Regions from separate parts of the Mus musculus genome. Here regions 1, 3, 4, 5 and 6 are each linked to region 2. The links are chromatin contacts, called in public ChIA-PET, Hi-C and promoter capture Hi-C maps. All regions are on one chromosome and are shown on one strand. Each heading gives the region's core, a stretch centred on a gene start, on an enhancer-like site or on the middle of the called end of the contact. The rest is flanking DNA. Distances are from core to core; before and after follow the strand shown.

Evidence for each region. Promoter capture Hi-C pulls out the DNA fragments that hold promoters and counts their contacts. A called contact is a pair of places that touch in the nucleus more often than the background predicts. ChIA-PET counts read pairs in DNA pulled down with a chosen protein or histone mark.
Region 1: an RNA polymerase II ChIA-PET map of memory CD8 T cells shows a contact between it and region 2, with 236 read pairs. The contact joins the promoter of Ap3m1 here to the promoter of Sec24c in region 2. A contact is called at or near these places in 9 of 39 promoter capture datasets (the C10 cell line, cranial neural crest, frontonasal cranial neural crest and 5 more), 3 of 484 Hi-C or Micro-C datasets (B cells, embryonic stem cells and regulatory T cells), 4 of 115 datasets of contacts at active chromatin or transcription factors (extraembryonic endoderm stem cells, memory CD8 T cells, pancreatic cancer cells and 1 more) and 3 of 9 other capture datasets (adipose tissue, liver and pancreatic islet).
Region 3: an RNA polymerase II ChIA-PET map of memory CD8 T cells shows a contact between it and region 2, with 54 read pairs. The contact joins the enhancer-like site here to the promoter of Sec24c in region 2. A contact is called at or near these places in 4 of 39 promoter capture datasets (the C10 cell line, the HPC-7 cell line, cranial neural crest and 1 more), 2 of 115 datasets of contacts at active chromatin or transcription factors (extraembryonic endoderm stem cells and memory CD8 T cells) and 1 of 9 other capture datasets (adipose tissue).
Region 4: a contact with region 2 is called in a Hi-C map of embryonic stem cells, with 2.0 times the contacts expected there. The contact joins the enhancer-like site here to the promoter of Sec24c in region 2. A contact is called at or near these places in 14 of 39 promoter capture datasets (the C10 cell line, HPC-7-derived erythroid cells, the SN4741 cell line and 9 more), 3 of 484 Hi-C or Micro-C datasets (the Ba/F3 cell line and embryonic stem cells), 4 of 115 datasets of contacts at active chromatin or transcription factors (embryonic stem cells, large pre-B cells and stem cell-derived neural progenitor cells) and 2 of 9 other capture datasets (adipose tissue and liver).
Region 5: a contact with region 2 is called in a promoter capture Hi-C map of pre-B cells, with 5 times the contacts expected there. The contact joins the promoter of Kcnk5 here to the promoter of Sec24c in region 2. A contact is called at or near these places in 3 of 39 promoter capture datasets (liver, pre-B cells and stem cell-derived epiblast-like cells), 1 of 484 Hi-C or Micro-C datasets (pre-B cells), 2 of 115 datasets of contacts at active chromatin or transcription factors (memory CD8 T cells and pancreatic cancer cells) and 1 of 9 other capture datasets (liver).
Region 6: a contact with region 2 is called in an RNA polymerase II ChIA-PET map of memory CD8 T cells, with 190 read pairs. The contact joins the enhancer-like site here to the promoter of Sec24c in region 2. A contact is called at or near these places in 11 of 39 promoter capture datasets (the 3T3-L1 cell line, the C10 cell line, the HPC-7 cell line and 9 more), 2 of 484 Hi-C or Micro-C datasets (B cells and the G1E-ER4 cell line), 3 of 115 datasets of contacts at active chromatin or transcription factors (extraembryonic endoderm stem cells, memory CD8 T cells and pro-B cells) and 2 of 9 other capture datasets (adipose tissue and liver).

What each region holds. Positions count from the first base shown.
Region 1 is chr14:21,051,049-21,053,748 of GRCm38.p6, forward strand. It overlaps Ap3m1 (adaptor-related protein complex 3, mu 1 subunit), which reads right to left and starts at 1,394. Exons shown (of 9, transcript NM_018829.4): 1 at 1,092-1,394. Adk (adenosine kinase) reads left to right here and starts at 1,526. Exons shown (of 11, transcript NM_134079.4): 1 at 1,526-1,652. The coding sequence starts at 1,591.
Region 2 is chr14:20,672,926-20,675,625 of GRCm38.p6, forward strand. It overlaps Sec24c (Sec24 related gene family, member C (S. cerevisiae)), which reads left to right and starts at 1,396. Exons shown (of 23, transcript NM_172596.2): 1 at 1,396-1,463.
Region 3 is chr14:21,078,312-21,081,011 of GRCm38.p6, forward strand. All of the region lies in intron 1 of Adk (adenosine kinase), which reads left to right. Among named protein-coding and RNA genes, the nearest start is that of Adk, 27 kb to the left of the region's middle. Within about 2 kb of position 1,345, at least 4 of the 459 cell types and tissues checked have an H3K27ac peak or open chromatin away from gene starts, as enhancers often do.
Region 4 is chr14:20,327,443-20,330,142 of GRCm38.p6, forward strand. Ecd (ecdysoneless cell cycle regulator) reads right to left here. Exons shown (of 14, transcript NM_027475.3): 9 at 2,512-2,597; 10 at 1,441-1,547; 11 at 1,161-1,347. Among named protein-coding and RNA genes, the nearest start is that of Ecd, 19 kb to the right of the region's middle. Within about 2 kb of position 1,274, at least 18 of the 459 cell types and tissues checked have an H3K27ac peak or open chromatin away from gene starts, as enhancers often do. A contact at or near this core is called in embryonic stem cells and stem cell-derived epiblast-like cells, where this site is marked.
Region 5 is chr14:20,180,419-20,183,118 of GRCm38.p6, forward strand. It overlaps Kcnk5 (potassium channel, subfamily K, member 5), which reads right to left and starts at 1,364. Exons shown (of 5, transcript NM_021542.4): 1 at 849-1,364. The coding sequence starts at 1,034.
Region 6 is chr14:21,031,071-21,033,770 of GRCm38.p6, forward strand. Vcl (vinculin) reads left to right here. Exons shown (of 21, transcript NM_009502.5): 21 at 517-2,606. The coding sequence ends at 663. It overlaps Ap3m1 (adaptor-related protein complex 3, mu 1 subunit), which reads right to left. Exons shown (of 9, transcript NM_018829.4): 9 at 2,672-2,700. Among named protein-coding and RNA genes, the nearest start is that of Ap3m1, 20 kb to the right of the region's middle. Within about 2 kb of position 1,316, at least 204 of the 459 cell types and tissues checked have an H3K27ac peak or open chromatin away from gene starts, as enhancers often do. A contact at or near this core is called in B cells, the HPC-7 cell line, adipose tissue and 4 more, where this site is marked.

The DNA of each region.
Region 1 (2,700 bases), core at 144-2,643, 380 kb after region 2:
TTTTTTTTTTAAATCTATACCGAGAATATATGATTGTCATATTTGATGTGATGGGTGATGTTGGTTAAAGTAATTTTAGTGATAACTCAGTAGGATGTTGGCAACGGCATAGCAGTGTGGTTCTTAGCTAAAAGCAGCAAGTAGGTAAAACAAAGATAAGGAGACTGAGATGGCTCATCAAAAAAGGTGTCTGCTAGCAAGCCTAAGGACCTGAGTTTGAGCACTAAGACCCTCATGGTGGAAGGAGAGAATTGTGGCCCAGAAGTTGGTCTCTGAATTCTACATGTATATTGTGGCATGCAACACACATACAACAAACAAATAAATGTAAAAAAAAAATGTTTAAAAACCAGGAAGACACTGAGAAACAGACGATAATAGCAGTGGGACTCTCTCAAAAGGGGGGCACGTTTTCTTCTTTCAATACAGAGGAAGGATTTATATATTTGCCTGCAGAAAATTCCTTTTCTTCTGTGTAATGTGTTTTCAAGTCAAAATCCCAAATGCCACCAAAAAAAAAAAAAAAAAATTCTTTCCCCGCGAGAACGCCGGATTTTTACAGTGACTCAACTTCTCAACTAGGAAGTTAAAGCTTCAATATCAAACAAATCCACTGCATCCAATCAGCCCACCCCTCATTATGTTTCCATTCTCCAGGCCACCTTCTTAGTTTACAGCCCTGTCACCTGTCTCCTGAGAAGCTGCAACACCCTACTCACTGTTTCCCCATCCCAGGCCAGCTCACGCAGGCGCCACCCTATAAAGAGAGCGTTCTTAGCTTCTTCAGGGGACTTGCCCTCCAAGGCCAAACCTGGGGTCCTACAAATTCAAGTCGTCGGTACTGCACCTCACTATAGATGACATTTCCCGTGCCTGGGGTCCAGGGTCCGAGAACCCTACGTGGCAGGTGCACCGCTCCCTTCCGGCCCAGCTGGCTAGAAAGCCCGGACGTGCCGGGCAGGCGCGGCCCCGGTGCACAGCAGCGGGGACGCTCCTGGAGCCCAGGCTAGAGTCCCGAGCCGGAGCTATGCGGTCTACTCCCCGGCTTTGGAGAGGTCTCCAGCCCGGAGACTCCCCGCCCTCACACTCACCCCGACACCTGGGCGACTCAGTGATTCGGTGCCGGGTCCTCTCTGCACCGCAGCTGAAGCAGCAGAGAATGCCGCGAGGACCCCGCGCTCGGAGTGCCCAGCAGATTGCCTGACTAGCAGCCGCAGAGGCACCAAGGAGGTCGGCTGGACTAGATAGACACAACGAGCGGAACGGCGTTCAGTGAGAGGCTCGGTGTCTACAGAGGTTGAAGATCTGACTCTTCCACATTACTCAGGGGCTGAAGGAACGGGGAGGTTGGCACTCCCTGAGCGCAGGCGCTCACCCGCAGCCTAACTCCGTTTGGGGTCCCTTACCGTAGTAATCGAGGTCCTGTAGGGAAGCGCGTAGAGCCAATGGTTATGGACTAGAGTCACGGATTGGGCGGAGCTTGGAGAGGCGGGGCTTAGTGGAAAGGGGGCGGTGACGAGCTGAGGGGCGGGGCCACCGGACTGAGGGGCGGGACGCGCGGCAGAGCCAAACTACGGTGAGAGTGTGAAGATGGCAGCTGCGGACGAGCCCAAGCCCAAAAAGCTCAAGGTGGAAGCGCCACAAGCGCTGAGGTGAGAGCTGCCCTACGTGGGGGAGGAGGGAGATGGCACTCGCAGTGAGCCAAGGCCCACGTGGGCTGGCGCAGCTGGTTGGTGGCTGCGTTCGTGGGGCCAACGCGCTGGACCTGCAGCTCGGGGAGTTGCCCGCGTAGCTGCTGTTCCCCTCAGTGCCCTCTTGTTCTGGACTCTGCTCAGGTGCATTCTCGGCCCTGGCAGCCACTGACCAATCAGAGCTGCTGGCCCGGGGGCCGAGCCTTCCTCTGGCGCCACGTGCTTGTCTTCGCGGGCCGCGCTAGCGCGACCCCAAAGGACCTATCTGGAGCTGCATCCTTTCCTAGGGTATTTAGCGGGAAGGCGCCCGGCGCCTCCTGGACCCTGGTAAAAGATAACATTCTTGGAATTCTTCAGAAGGCGTTGCAGAAGAGCGTTTTGAGTTTTCCGTCAGCTTTCTGAAATCATCTTTGGAGACCCCCTTCATGGGACCCCCAAGCAACCTCAGGCTTAGGTTAGGAAAGTTTTTGTTTGTTTTTCTTTTTTTCCCCTTTGCATATTTGGCAGGAGCGGAGAGCTCTCTCTCCCAACACCTGACGCACAATTGATGTTGCAACTTTCATTTACAAAAAGCCGTTCGTTTTTTTAAAAAAAATTTCTTCCTAATAAGTATAAAGTCCAGCGCGCTCAGTGTCTGATGACTTTGAAGTGCTCATTGGAAGGCAGTGATTTTGCTACCTAAAAATAGACGCATCAAACTGATTTAAAACCGTGGGCCTGTTACTGATTATACAAGGCAAATTCCATTTATTTCAACATATTTTTTCCATGTTCAAAAGGAGAATTGATTCACAACTGAAAAGGAAAGTTGGGGGGTCCCAAATCATGTTCTTGGTGGAATGGGTCTGAGCAGGTCCCTTTTAGTGGGTTTATTTAGTGCCTATTATTCTTAGAAGGTTATTGTGCATGTCTAATACCACAAACGTAAAACATTAAAAAAAAAACAACCAAAAAACTGAGGATGTTTTATTTTAAATTTTAGATTATCTGGGTCAGTGAGATGGCTCAG
Region 2 (2,700 bases), core at 146-2,645:
ACAGAGAAAACCTGTCTCTGAAAAAAAAAAAAAAATCCCAAATAAATAGGAAAGATATTAATTTACATTTCTAACAAGTCTCAGCTGATACTGATACTAGGATCCACGGACAGTATTTTAAAAGTGGATAGAAACAGGGCTGGTGACAAAGAACACTGGCTGCTTTTCCAGGTGACTTGGGTTTGATTTCCAGCATCCATGTATCTTACAAGATTTGTTAACTCCAGTTCCAGGGGATCCAGTGCCCTCTTCTGGCCTCTGCAGGTACTGTAGTCACAAAGTGCACAGATACACATTCAGGCAAAACACCCATACATAAGACATTTTAAAACAAGCTAGACAGAAACAACTGACTGGTTAGTAACTGACATGCAAACTTAAATGCCCATTTTTCTCTAAGCATGCATTACTGTGTAACTACCATTACGTAGGAAAAAACCCCACAAAACAGTTTGCCTACTCTATTCATGAACCTAAGTTGGCCCAAAGAAGTGCTTAAAGCATAACAGCACAGAAAGAATTCCAATGCATGCAACGGAGAGGTTGGAAGCATAAAAAGTGGGAGTTCACGGTGATCATGGGTTATATATCCAGTTTCAGGATAGTCTGCCTATAAATTGAGATCCAGTCTCAAAAAACTGATTAGAGGATAAAAGAGCAATAATCATTTATTAGTTAACATTGTTCTCTGAAGAGTCTTATGATTACTGAAAGAATTGTAGCTCTTTTAACAGAGAGCAGGGAGGTCTTTATATTCTGGTAGAGTTACCTCTATTAAAAAAAGGGCAAGGCATAAAATGGTAACTAATCTTTATTGAATAAACATTATACTGAACAATCTTAGGAAACGTCTCTAAATTCATCCCAATTCACTGTTCGACACGAATTCTTTTCATTAAAGAAGTAAACCGGGGCAGAAGTTGTCCAAACATTGAACTAATCGGCCCAAAGTCGAGGGTTAGAACCCACCCTACCACTACCACGTGTGGCTCAAAGGTCAGGGTGAGCTCTACCGTAGGGACGCAAATCAACGGGGTGAAAGGTTAACAGGAAGTGGATACAAGACTAGCTGTCCTTAAAGTCAACACACGACGAAGGGAGCGTTACTAAAAATAATCTGACCTAGTTTTCTCAATACCCTCTCAGCTGGTAAAGCCATAAAAAAAGTCTGGAAAATGTGGAAAAATCTGGAAAGGAAAGAAAAAAAAAAAAAAAAAAAAAAGCATGAAACTCAGCAATACTTTACAGACTGCGTCCATGACGGGATACACCACATACGCATGCGCAACATCCGGGTTTCCGGAAGCGTGCCTAAGGCCGACGTGGCAGAAGGAGTGGCCTAGCCCTAGAGCATGGGGCGGAACTTCCGGGGACGGCACGCCAGCCCCCCCCCCCTCGGAACCGGAAGTTGAGCCTGGGAGCCTTGACGTTAGGAACGAAGTCGAACCTGGATCTGGAGCCGGGTGAGGAGTGGCATCGCGAGGTTGCGTGGTGGGGAGGAATGCTGAGGAGAGGCCAGGGTATTTTTGGCCTGATCGCTGTCCGGTTTTAGAGGAAAGGGAGGAGCCTGGAGGCGGGGCCTAGAAAGAGACCCTCACCTCTCGCATCTGTGGCCGGCGATCGGTCTTAGGTCCCCGGACCCCTCCCTTCACCTCCTGGCCCAGGTTCCGGCTCGCTTCGCCCTCCCAGCATGTTGAAGGGCATTAGAGGATTGGTCTTTACTGCTTAGTGAACCGGCCCTCTTCGTGGCCCTAGAGGCTGGCTTGGCTTCCGGATCTCGATCTCTGGAGCGCTCAAGCCTCCGCATCTCGGGTACTTTCAGAGTTCTAGGAAGCTTGCCCCGCCCCTTTCGGTTGTCACCCTCGGCTATCCCCCTAGAATGGAGTCAAGATTGGAGTTTGACTCTGAGCTTATTCGGTCCCTCAGCCTCCTTCAGGAAATTAAAGGGAGAGGGACGTTTCCCAGGCTTGATGTTGGTGGCATGTGCAACGTTTAGCGTTTGGAAGGACTGTTCTAAAATGGCTTTGACTTTACAGAGTTTTCAGTCCGGCAGCGGTTTAGCTTCTGGGCTCTCCTAGCAAAGAGAAACCTATTGTTCTACTGCAGCACCTGAAAGGAGGTCTCACTCTTCCTGGGCCTCTTCTGCCTGTATAATAACTAGAAGGATGTTTAGATCTCCAGTCCCCTTGTTGGAATGACCCCTGAAAAGGACCTCCAACTCATCCTTCTGTTCCTGGGCAAGATTGCAATAGTTTGATAGCGACCTATCAAACAAACCTTAGAACAGAAACAATTACAGGCATGCTCTTGGATGTAGAATACCCATAGTCCTCTGCTTGAGACATGAGATGAATGACCTTTGCCATGGAATATTGCTACTTTTTTTTTATCTTAAATGTTTCATTTGTGAGGTTAATACATTCTGTTCATGGAAAGACTGGGGTCAGAGTAACATTTGGATTATTGTAGGTCAGACAAAGAATACTGTTTCTCCCAAATAGCTACTTTACAGTTTTTCTTTGTGTGTGTGTGTGTGTGTGTGTGTGTGTGTGTGTGTGTGTGTTTGAACAAAACCTAGTACATTTGAAGTTATTCTGTTTTGGGGGATGAATGGATGACTTGGTGGTAGATACAATGAATGGAAAGTGGAAACATTGCTTTATTTACCTGTAACATCATGGTAGTTATCAGGCAGAGGAC
Region 3 (2,700 bases), core at 95-2,594, 410 kb after region 2:
AATAATTGTTGCTAAATATAGCAGCGTGTGACTTTGCAATGGCTATCAAAGAATATAGGATTAGAAACCAGACATACCTACAATCTAATTGAGGCTCTTTTCTAATTCTTTTTTTATTTTTACCATGGGCATTGTTTAATGAAATCTCTCACTACTGTGATACCAACCTCCATCCTACAGTACTACAGGGTAATTGTACTTTAAAACTTTGTTTTGAATTTGACATTTTGAGACAGGGTCTCACTGTTTTCCTGGGCTAACTTAGAACTTGCTACAGTAGCCCTCTCTGGCTGTCCTCAATTGGTATCCTTTTGCTTTGATCTCTTGAGTGCTGAGATGATAGGTGTGTCCCACTATCTGTACAATGCTTTTAACTTTCAAGACAGTTTATGAGTGGAATATTTTTTTTTAATCTTAAAAGCCTTTCCCCACCTAGGAAATGATGTCAATTGAAAAGATATGTGTAAAGCTTCACTTTATAAACAGGAAACACACTTACCTATGTAATTGCCTCATTTTGCAGTTGAAGACACTGAAAATCAGAAATAGTATAATTTGTTTAAGTTCACTTAAATTGTTACAAATCTTGAACCAGATCCTAGATTTTGAGATACCTTATTTAAGCCTAGCTAAGTAAGACCCACGCCTTTAATCCCAGTGCTTGGGAGGCAGAGGCAGGCGGATTTCTGAGTTTGAGGCCAGCCTGGTCTACAAAGTGAGTTTCAGGACAGCCAGGGCTACACAGAGAAACCCTGTCTCGAAACAAACAGCCTAGTTATGTCATTTTTAGGGTAGCAGTCAACTCTTAATTTCTAATTATTTTAATTAGACTATCCTTTTAAGCTTAAGGTCTTGAATGATTTGGCTAGAGGTATTCTGACTATCATAATTTGTATTTTATTCTACTAATTTTTAGTGATTAAGAAGCTAAATTTTTGGCTTACAAAATTGGTTATCCTTGGAGAACTTTTATCCCTTGTTATGTATATCAGGTCTTCATTTGGGCCATGTTAGAACATAGTTGATAAACTAATTCTTTTGTCAGTCTAAATTGTTCCAATAGGAAAGGTAAAGCCTTAAATGTAGGAGATCTAGAAAATATTGGAATTTTTTTTCTTTCTCTGTGTGGAAATTGTTTTCCGGAATGGAAGCGATACATTCTAGTTTGCCAGGAGTAGAGTCTGAGACAATGTAGGTCATTCACTACTACTTTGTGTACTTTTTTACTGAGTAACACTTTAAAAGTTTCTCTGTTAAACATTGCCTTGTCTTCATAACCCTGTGTGCAGTCTGCTTTGGGGTTGTTTACAACTCCCAAGTTGTGCCAGGGACCACTGGGAACCCCGTTGGGAGTAGTGAGGGTATTTGCTGTGCAGTCTGTATGGCCAGGTTTGGCTGAGACTATTTTGGGACTCTTGAGTCTGTCTGTGTCCTCCATCATCATCATGCTGGAACTGCTAGTGTGGGTTAAGCCCACACTGGAAAGTTTATGTGGGCTGTGGGTGAGGTCCTGGGGTATTTTTCTTTTTAAGGCTCAGGACTTTTGAGGTACATCCAATAGAATCCTCCAAACTACTCAGATGGAAAACATTATATGGAGACAAAAGTAGGGCTAAGATGGAATTTTGTTGAGCTGGGTTCTTTGCAGCATTTAAGCAGAATTTTCAAACTCATTTTAGGACCTGGGAGCTGAGCTCTGCTCTGCTCTTCTCTTCTCTTCTCTTCTCTTCTCTTCTCTTCTCTTCTCTTCTCTTCCTCTTTCTTTCTTTTTAAGAATTTAAAAATTCAGATTGCTATATAAATTTTTATGTTGTGAGATTTCTTGGTGAGCTAAATAAGATTTGAAGATACACTGAAACTATTTGATCTATGAACTGTCTTAGAAAACTGAAATAGGACCTTTTTCCTATGTGCAGTGTTTCAGCTGTTAATGCTCGTATTTATAAATAGGTCATCTTTGTTTGAGAAAACACACAAGGTTTTCTAACTCCAAATCATTTCAGTCAGTGAATTGCTACATTAAGCAGAACTGTCAAAGATAAAACTGGAACCAAATGATGGTGACTGGCCAGAGGTTAACTCTTTCCTGCTCATTTGTCTAGCATCCATGGCTTTCTTTACTTCTGGTTGTTGCTTTTAAAAATTGCTGCAATAAAACATAAATAAAGCTGTCTTATAAACCAGGCGACCACGTACCCCAGTTTGCCCAGAGCAGGTGCTGAATGGTGCCTGTTAGCTTGACATGATTACTGTTAGGTTTTTTATTTATCCATTTGGATCGTGAATTATCTGGTCACCTCATGTAATCATATTGTCATAGGAGTTTTAGTTGTTGAAATGTTATTTGAAATAAAGCCATAGATAATGACTGTACCCCTATTTTGTCTATATCTGGATGCTTCTCTTTGACCAAACATTTTTATATTAAAAGAGTCCTGAGTGTCTCAGTGTGTTATATTGAACAAAAAAGCACATTATATGAAGTTTAGAATCATTTATTTGCTGTCTGATTTTTGGGAGGTTATGTAATCTTGCTGATTTTTTTTCCCCCTAGGAATTCTTTACTAGTTTGCTCAACAAAGATAATAATAAATAATAATGCCTCCCCTATTATTGGTACTTTGTGAAAATTTAAAAAGGAGAGAGCCTATTCCTGCACATTGTCCTCTGACACCCACCAAGTAGCACATGTGTGCACGC
Region 4 (2,700 bases), core at 24-2,523, 350 kb before region 2:
TCATTAACCTTGAGTGACAATAGAAATACAAAAACCTGGTGACAGAAAAGTAAAAATGTACCTTTTACATACACCTAAGCTATGCATCTGGTGGCCCCTACGAGATACACAGTGAGAGGGACGAGTTATCTGAGATCATTAACACAACACTTTTTTTTTTATATATGTGTACCCTGTAGCTGTCTCCAGACACACCAGAAGAGGGCACCAGATCTCATTATGGATGGTTGTGAGTCACCATGTGGTTGCTGGGAATTGAACTCAGGACCTCTGGAAGAGCAGTCAGTGCTCTTAACCGCTGAGCCATCTCTCCAGCCCCCTATTCTTTCTTTCTTAACAACAAACATTGTCCAGGACCACCCACACTGAGCAAGGCTCACTGGGCTGGGGAGGAGCTCACCAGGATGGACTTGTTAGTGTGCAGAGCCTCCAGGTCAGTGCCATTACCACCAAAGAGAAAAGAACAGAGACCTGCTGTTCCCATAGCGATCTGCCTACCCTGTCCCCAGTGACTCGACACAAACAAGCTCCGGGACTCCTCCCTCCTCTGATGGGCTCCTTAAACCCCTCTCTCTGAGTTTCAAGACTCCAATATGCTTGTATGGTAGGAGATCAGAGGCTTGAGTTTATTGAGAGCTACATGCCATGAGTCTACAGATTCTGAATTAGAGTCTACAGAAGTGGAGCACGGAGAGTAATCAATAGAAACGGAGAAGCGGTAGAAGAAGAAGAGGAGGAGGAGAAGGAGGAGGAGGAGGAGTCGTTTGGCATGGGAGCCCACAACTTTAATACAAGTACTGTAGAGGCAGAGGCACGTTGATACTTACAATTTCAAGGCTAGCCTGGTCTATATAGTGAGTTCCAAGACAGCCAGGGCTATATAGAGTATAGAGAGACCTATCTAAAACAAAACCAACCAAACAAACAAACAAACCAAAGTAACTAACAAACAAGGTCTGGTGCTGGCTTTTAAATCCTTTGAGTTTTCTGCCTTGCTTCAGAAATTACAAAGGCTACTTGAAACCTCTCTCACCTCAGATAAGGAATAAGGAATATTGAAACAAGATGGAAGAAAGCTGAGGTGGACACAATACTTCACACGGACAATGACTTCAACCTCTGGAACAACTAATTGGGCAGCTCTGCCGCCGTGCGCTCACCTGGGCAGCTCTGCCCCCTTGTGGCTAGACACTTTGGAGATGAAGGCCTTCATGCTGTCTGAGACCTGCGCTACATCATAGTTCTGCAGCTCCTCCTTCTGGGGACCGGGCTGGGATTCTTTTCTGCCCGCAGCATCTTGCAGTAGCTGGTCTAACTGGTCTGGTGAGAGGTCTAACCACTGGTCATCTGAGAAAGAAAGCATGCATGCTGTGTCTCAGGAGAGGCCCTGGGGAAGGCGGCTCAGTTCCCACCTCCTGCTACGCTCCTGCCCTCCCTCACCGTCCTCCGGAGGAAGGTCAGCTTCTTCTGTCTTGAGCTCGGCGACGTCAAATGGCTGTGTCTGTAACACGGTTAGGATCTCTTCGCCTGGGCTCATAGCAAGTGAACTATAAAAAAATGGAAGACGTGAGCATTTCTTACGATGGTGCCATGACTCACTGTCCACATCGGCGGAACCATCTCAGCCATCTAATGAGGCAAACTCATTAACAGCTTCGCACTTTGAAAAGAAATCCCATGAGTAAATTGTCACTACCCCGTGTGCTGCAAGCATTACTGAACAAGAAAAAAATCATAATAAATGGACAATCACAGGGGGACGTGATAGTGTATGCTGTCACTGCAGCACTTGAAAGGCAGAGGCAGGAGGATCAGGACTTCCAAACCAGTCTCAGAAATACAGCAGGCTAGAAAAAGAAAAAAAAGTACTCATAGAAAAATGCATAAGTAAAATTATCAGTACAAGAATAAAAATACCCTTAATCTCCAGAAAGAAAGAAAGAAATCAAAATAATAGTGTTCATCTTTGGTATAAATATTTTTCTTCTCAGATCACTGTCTATTTGTACTAGAGTATCTAGTTATTTTCATAACAACAGCAAACGTCTTACTGAAGGCAGGCAAGATGCCCCTGGAATCCTGATGACCTGAGTCTGATCTCCAGAAACCACTGAGGACAACGTTCAAAGATTCACACACACACACACACACACACACACACACACACACACTATGGCATGCTCTTGTCTGCATTCATTCACCCATTACACGTACATACAATCATGATAAATAGTTGTTTATGATAAATATTTATTTATTTAATGTATGTAAGTACACTGTTGTTCTCTTCAGACACACCAGAAGAGGGCATCAGATCCCATTACAGATGGCTATGAGCCACCATGTGACTGCTGGGAATTGAACTCAGGACCTCTGGAAGAGCAGTCAGTGCTCTTAACAGCTGAGCCATCTCGCCAGCCCAATAAATAGGTTTTTAAAATATATTATTTAAAAAGAACTACCCAGCCACCAACCTGTCCTACTCTGTGCTGGGTCCTGGCTATAACTCACCTTTCTGGCCGGTGTATAGAGAGCTGGAAATAGTTCTTTGCCATTTCTAGTCTCTCCTGGTACTGCGCAGAGCCGTCCATCAGTCCCTTGAAAACACAATACCGGACATTAGAACAGTACTTATACACTATGTCAATAAACAGCACACCTACTAGTGACGTTGAGAACAGCAGCATGTGGCACTCAGGA
Region 5 (2,700 bases), core at 114-2,613, 490 kb before region 2:
CAGTTGAGATGGTCAGCCAAGTTTACCATGGTGAGGTCAATGGTCTACTGGGTGTGTGCATTCTCAGATAAGTGACTCCACAAGCTAACATCAGGGAAACATCCCCTCACCCACACTATCCTCGCTCCCTAAAAGGGCACTACCTGAATTTGGGTGTTCGTTTGTGCAACCTGCTGTTTTGACAAAGCTTAATTCCGAGTCCTTGAGGGATGGCTCAGCTTGCTAAGACTTCATGGAAGCCTGGGACCGTCCCGAACATTCCAGCCACAGACCTTCCTCCGAGGCACTTAGGATATGTCCGAGCTCCCTGCCCCACTCAAAGTGCAGCAACTGGCGGGTGTGTTTTTGCTCACACCAGGTCTGGGGGCCCTCTGCTGTATTCAAGTTTAGAAAGGTCGAGCGGGCGCGGCAACGGCCCTGGAGCGGGAGGTGGTGACGCGAGGGGTGGCACCCGGCTCTGCTCCCGGACTCCGGGAGCGTCTCCAAGGAAAGATAAACTCCTTTATCCGCCCCACAGCCTCCCTCCAAAGAGGGAGGCACCCGCACACCCACACTAAGCCACCGCGGGGCCCAGTTCATCCTGGAGTCAACCCCAAGTTCTCTCGGAACTTACTAGGTACTGACCAAGTCTGCGCGCGTGGGGGAATCTCCCTGTCCCTAGACGAAAGACACAGATCTTTGCGACCTGACACCTGATGAGGCATTTTCTCCCGCCACCCAGGGACTTCTGGTTGGGACTGGGGGGTGGGGGGTCGTCTTAAACTGTAGGAGGGAGTATCCCCTTCAATACCGCTATAGTCCCAACAGCTTCAGATGCATGTGGAGGATTCTGGCGACCGACGGCTCACCTGTAGGATCTTGTCCAGTCCCTCCTGACTCAGGCACGGAAACTCCTTGAGTAGATGCAGTTTCTGTGTATAGTAGTTTTTCTTGGCCTCCTTCCAGTGTGGCTCCTCCAGCACTTCGAAGATCGCTGCCCCGATGGCCAGGTAGAATATGATGGCCGAGGTGAGTAAAGGACCCCGGTCCACCATGACTCTGGAATGGCCACCTCCTGGAGAAAGAGTCCCCTAATTCCAGCAGCTCCGGGTTCACTCGTCCTGCAGCCCTGGACACAGCTGTTTGAATTTGGAGCTCCGCATGCGCAGTGCCCGGTACCCCCGCGCGCCGCTCCCGGGACAGTTGCTTGGCCAAGTTGGCTCCCTGAACGCGGGGAACTGCGTGGATCACGTTCTCACAGGCCAGGGTGAGCGCACATCAAAAGGGGGTTGGGGCCACCCCAATCTCTCGATCCTGAAGGGTAGGGTGAAACTCAGGACCCACACCAGCAGACACGTGTGCCGCCTCTGCGCGCGCGACAGTACGCCCAGCGCGCCTCCGCAGGGCTCTTTAAGCAGCTCTCAGCCCGCCCGCTCGCGCCAGACCCTGAAAGGGGTGGAGTCCATTCGGAACCCGCCCCTGGCCCCGCCCAGCGCGCCTGAAGTCATTACACCAAACACCGGGTTCTCCAAGCTCCAGGCCAAGGCTTCATGGCCCCACCAGACTTCCAGGAGCCACACAGTCGCGGGATTTGCGGTCTGCGGGACTCCAGTTGCGTATTAGAAATCGATATAATTCGCTAAAACGGTCATGCACCTTACTGCTGAGGTCAGAAATACATTGCCAGTGTTACTATCACATCCAGATGTTTCCCCAATTATTCCTGGGGCTCACACACTTACTTATCTGACCCGAGTAAGGAGATTGGATCTGAATTAGGATTACTGGGAATTAATCCCAACCACAAATGGGTGAAGAACCCATCCCAGGTCATCTGTGTTCGCGACACTTCTGAGAGAGGCGACAGACAGCCACACCCACATTACAAGGACCTCTTCCTTACTCCCAAGCCTGCTTAAAATTACAACACCACTTCCCCCTTACCCACCCCAGCTGGAATATCTACTGGAGAGACTAGAAATGCTTTCCACTCGGTGATGCATTTATCCACAGGCCTGTTAATAGCGATAAACACTCAGACCAGGTGTGGTGGTAGTGTGCACATTTAGTCCCAACTAGAGAGGTATACCAACTTTGTCTACATAGGGAGTTCTAGGCCAGCCAGGCTACACAGTAAAACCTTCTCTCAAAAATAAACAAATACTTGATAATAGGCAGAAGATGTGAATACATCTGTCAAAACTCGTCTGAGTTACTCCTCACTCTGCTTGCTTCTCTGAGCATTTATAAACCCTGGGCAGACGACATGTTTTTGTATCGTAATCGGGGGTTTGTCGTTAGATCTACTTTCCAGGAAAGAAATGGAAGCTAGGCAGAGCCATTTGGGCAGCCTCCACTGTCTCAAGTCAGGGGTGCTGACTTGTGTGCCAGAGCCACAGCCTGCCCCTGACCTCTGTGGCAGCAGATGCAACAGAGGCCAGAGTCCCTGGCACTACCCCCTCCCCAGGGCCTTTTCCTTCTGTGGGTGATTAATCGTCACAGGCCGAGAGTTGCAAGAAGGTTGTCTGTGGCTCTTGAAATCTTGCTGCATCTGCAGAGCTAAGGATGGCTCCACACTGCTGATCAGTCAATCATTTAGATAGGGTCTCCCTGTGTAGCTCTGGTTATCCTGGACCTCGCTATGTAAACCAAGCTGACTTTGAACTCACAAAGATCCACTCCCTACACTTCCCAAGTGCTGGAATTAAAGACATGGCCACC
Region 6 (2,700 bases), core at 66-2,565, 360 kb after region 2:
GCATCCTGTACTAAATAGTGGAGAGCAGTGAAAAAACTAACAAAAATCTCTGCCCTATGGAGCTTAAAGAATACAGACAGATAAATTAAACTAAACTACCCCCTCCCCCAAACACCAAAAGCAAATGCCAACTAAGAAAAAAACTCCCACCCCCAAGCAATCTAGGTATAATATATAGCATAAATTTATGATGGATTTTATGAAGAAAAATATCTTCAAGTAAAGAATGCTTGGACACTGGAGGGGGAGTCTGGCATACTTGGAAGAAAAGTGTTACAGGTAGAGGACATAGCAGGAGTCCTAAAAGAACACCACCTTTCAAAACCAGTGCATGCTGTCAGCCATACAAAGACACAGTGCAGTCATTGATATACAAGCCAAATTGTATAAACATTGCTGTTTATGTAGTTAAACTACTGGTGGAGCAGGGGGATCGGGTATAGGGCTTAACTGCAGCCCACTCCTGGCAGCGAGTGCTGCGTTAGGGGCTATAGTAACAGGGCTCTCCTATTGCAGGCCACAGAGATGCTGGTTCATAATGCCCAGAACCTCATGCAGTCTGTGAAGGAGACTGTGCGAGAGGCTGAAGCTGCTTCAATCAAAATCCGAACAGATGCTGGCTTTACTCTGCGCTGGGTCAGAAAGACTCCCTGGTACCAGTAGGCACCTCGTCAAATCTGGCTGGTACATACACCTCTGCTAAAGAGAAGAGAACCATCTTGAGTTCCAGAAGCCATTCAGAGTTGTCAGGAATGGAAACATCAATCCCTGGCTTCACACACCAGAAAGGAACATTTATACTCTTGTCATGGGCACTTTGAAATGTGTCTCTCTATAAACCCTGTACTTTCAGTTACTATGCGCACTCTCTCCCATGGATTTTACAGCAGCTCAGAATAAGCGTGAACACTAGCCGGAAGCCCTGCTCTGCCCCGGGGGTCATTTCTGTGTTTACGGTTCACCAACTCCCTTTCCCCACTATAGGCTCTCAAGACCTAGAGCTGAGGCAAGTCTAAATAACTGTGCTTCCAAAGTTATTTTGGGTTTCCCCCCCTGCTGCTGACCCTGCCTACCTTCTCTGGGCTGTGCATCATTGCTGCAGGAAAAAGTGGTCTCTGGAGAGTTCTAGCTTGTGCGGCCTGGATTCATTTCCTGCTTTCTCCCAGTGTAACCCTAGTTCCTCACAATGGGAAACCAACTTTCACTGTTGTGAGGAAATCATTATTTCTGTTTTTACCATGCCACTAACTAGTATGTGTTATGGAAACTTCCTGTCTCACATCCTGCCTTGTTTGGTTGCCAAGGTAACCATCCTGTAAACACACTGGTGCTCTGTCACTAGAGGAACAGAGTCACTGGGGTGTTATCCTGCCCATCCTCCCAGTGGGGCCACTCCCAGATTTTCTATGCTTTGTCACTGCCAGTAGATGTCTGTGCTGAGGCCTTGGCATTCATTCTTCGCCCTTATTTTCTTTAATTTCTGAGCTGAAGTGCTGCATTTACTTTTAACCAAATCATCCTAGGCTTTGGCAGTCTTCTTCTGTATGCTTCTTTAAACAAGACTTTAAAGATACATAGGTATGTGTTTGTCTGTAATCCCTCCATCCCCCACTTTTTTCTTTTTTTTAAATTTTGAGACTGGGTCTCTTTATGTTGTCCAGGCTAGTCTTGAACTTATGGATTCAAGTGATCTACCTGTGTCAGCCTGTTAGCTCCTACCACCACACTTGACTTTGCTTGTAACTTTGAAAGGTTCATTCAAAATTGAGACTTAAGAATTAGGGCTTGCTCCTTAAGAGACTTGAATGGAAAGGCAATCTTGTCTGGGAGACTAGCATTTGCAGATTATACTTCTGGTGCTTCTAGGGAAAAATCAGTAGGAACTATTATAGTTCCCAGTTGCTTTTAATCAACTACAACCAAGCATTTTTCATCCTTCCATAAATACGAAGTATTCAAGAATAATGAGTATGGTATCTATTTATCAGAAAGGCATGTTTCCTATTGGGCAAAGTTAGTGTAAAAGTGACTTTCCTTTTTTTTTGCATTTATCCTGGCTGTATAAGCATTTCCCAGTATACAAATGCTTCTTTCAGAAATCAGGAACCAGACGAATACAGGAGTGAGGCCTTCTTCCTGGATGTTCTTCCCACATCTAGTATGTCCAATCCCAACACTGAACTTGTAAATCTTAAGTTGACCCTGAATACTCAGGCTCCCCCTATTTCTTTTTGCTGATAAAAGATTCTTTTCAAAGCTCTCAGCAGATCTGTATAGTTGCTTACCTGATATAAATGCATATCAATGCCTTTAAAGTATGAATCTATGCCAAAGATCATTTTTTGTCTTACTAAAGATTTCTTAGAGGAACTAAGAAGAATCATGTTTATTCTCCAAGTTCCTTCAGTTCTGGAGACACATGTCCACCAGATGTGCTTTCTAGTGTCAGTGCTTACAGTACAAGGAGGCAAAAGGAAACAGTCCCTGAATGACGTGTTAGAGATGCCACCACTAAAAACTATGTTTATAAGCTAGGACTTATATGTAAATGTTTCTGCCTCTTCTTTTGTTCTGTTTAAAACAATAAAGTACATTTATATGAATAATGCTCTAATTGAGGTTATTTTACTAACAACTTTAGGTCAGACTTATTTTGTATTGAAGCTAATTCTCAAGGTCTGGAAACCAACAGCTTTATTC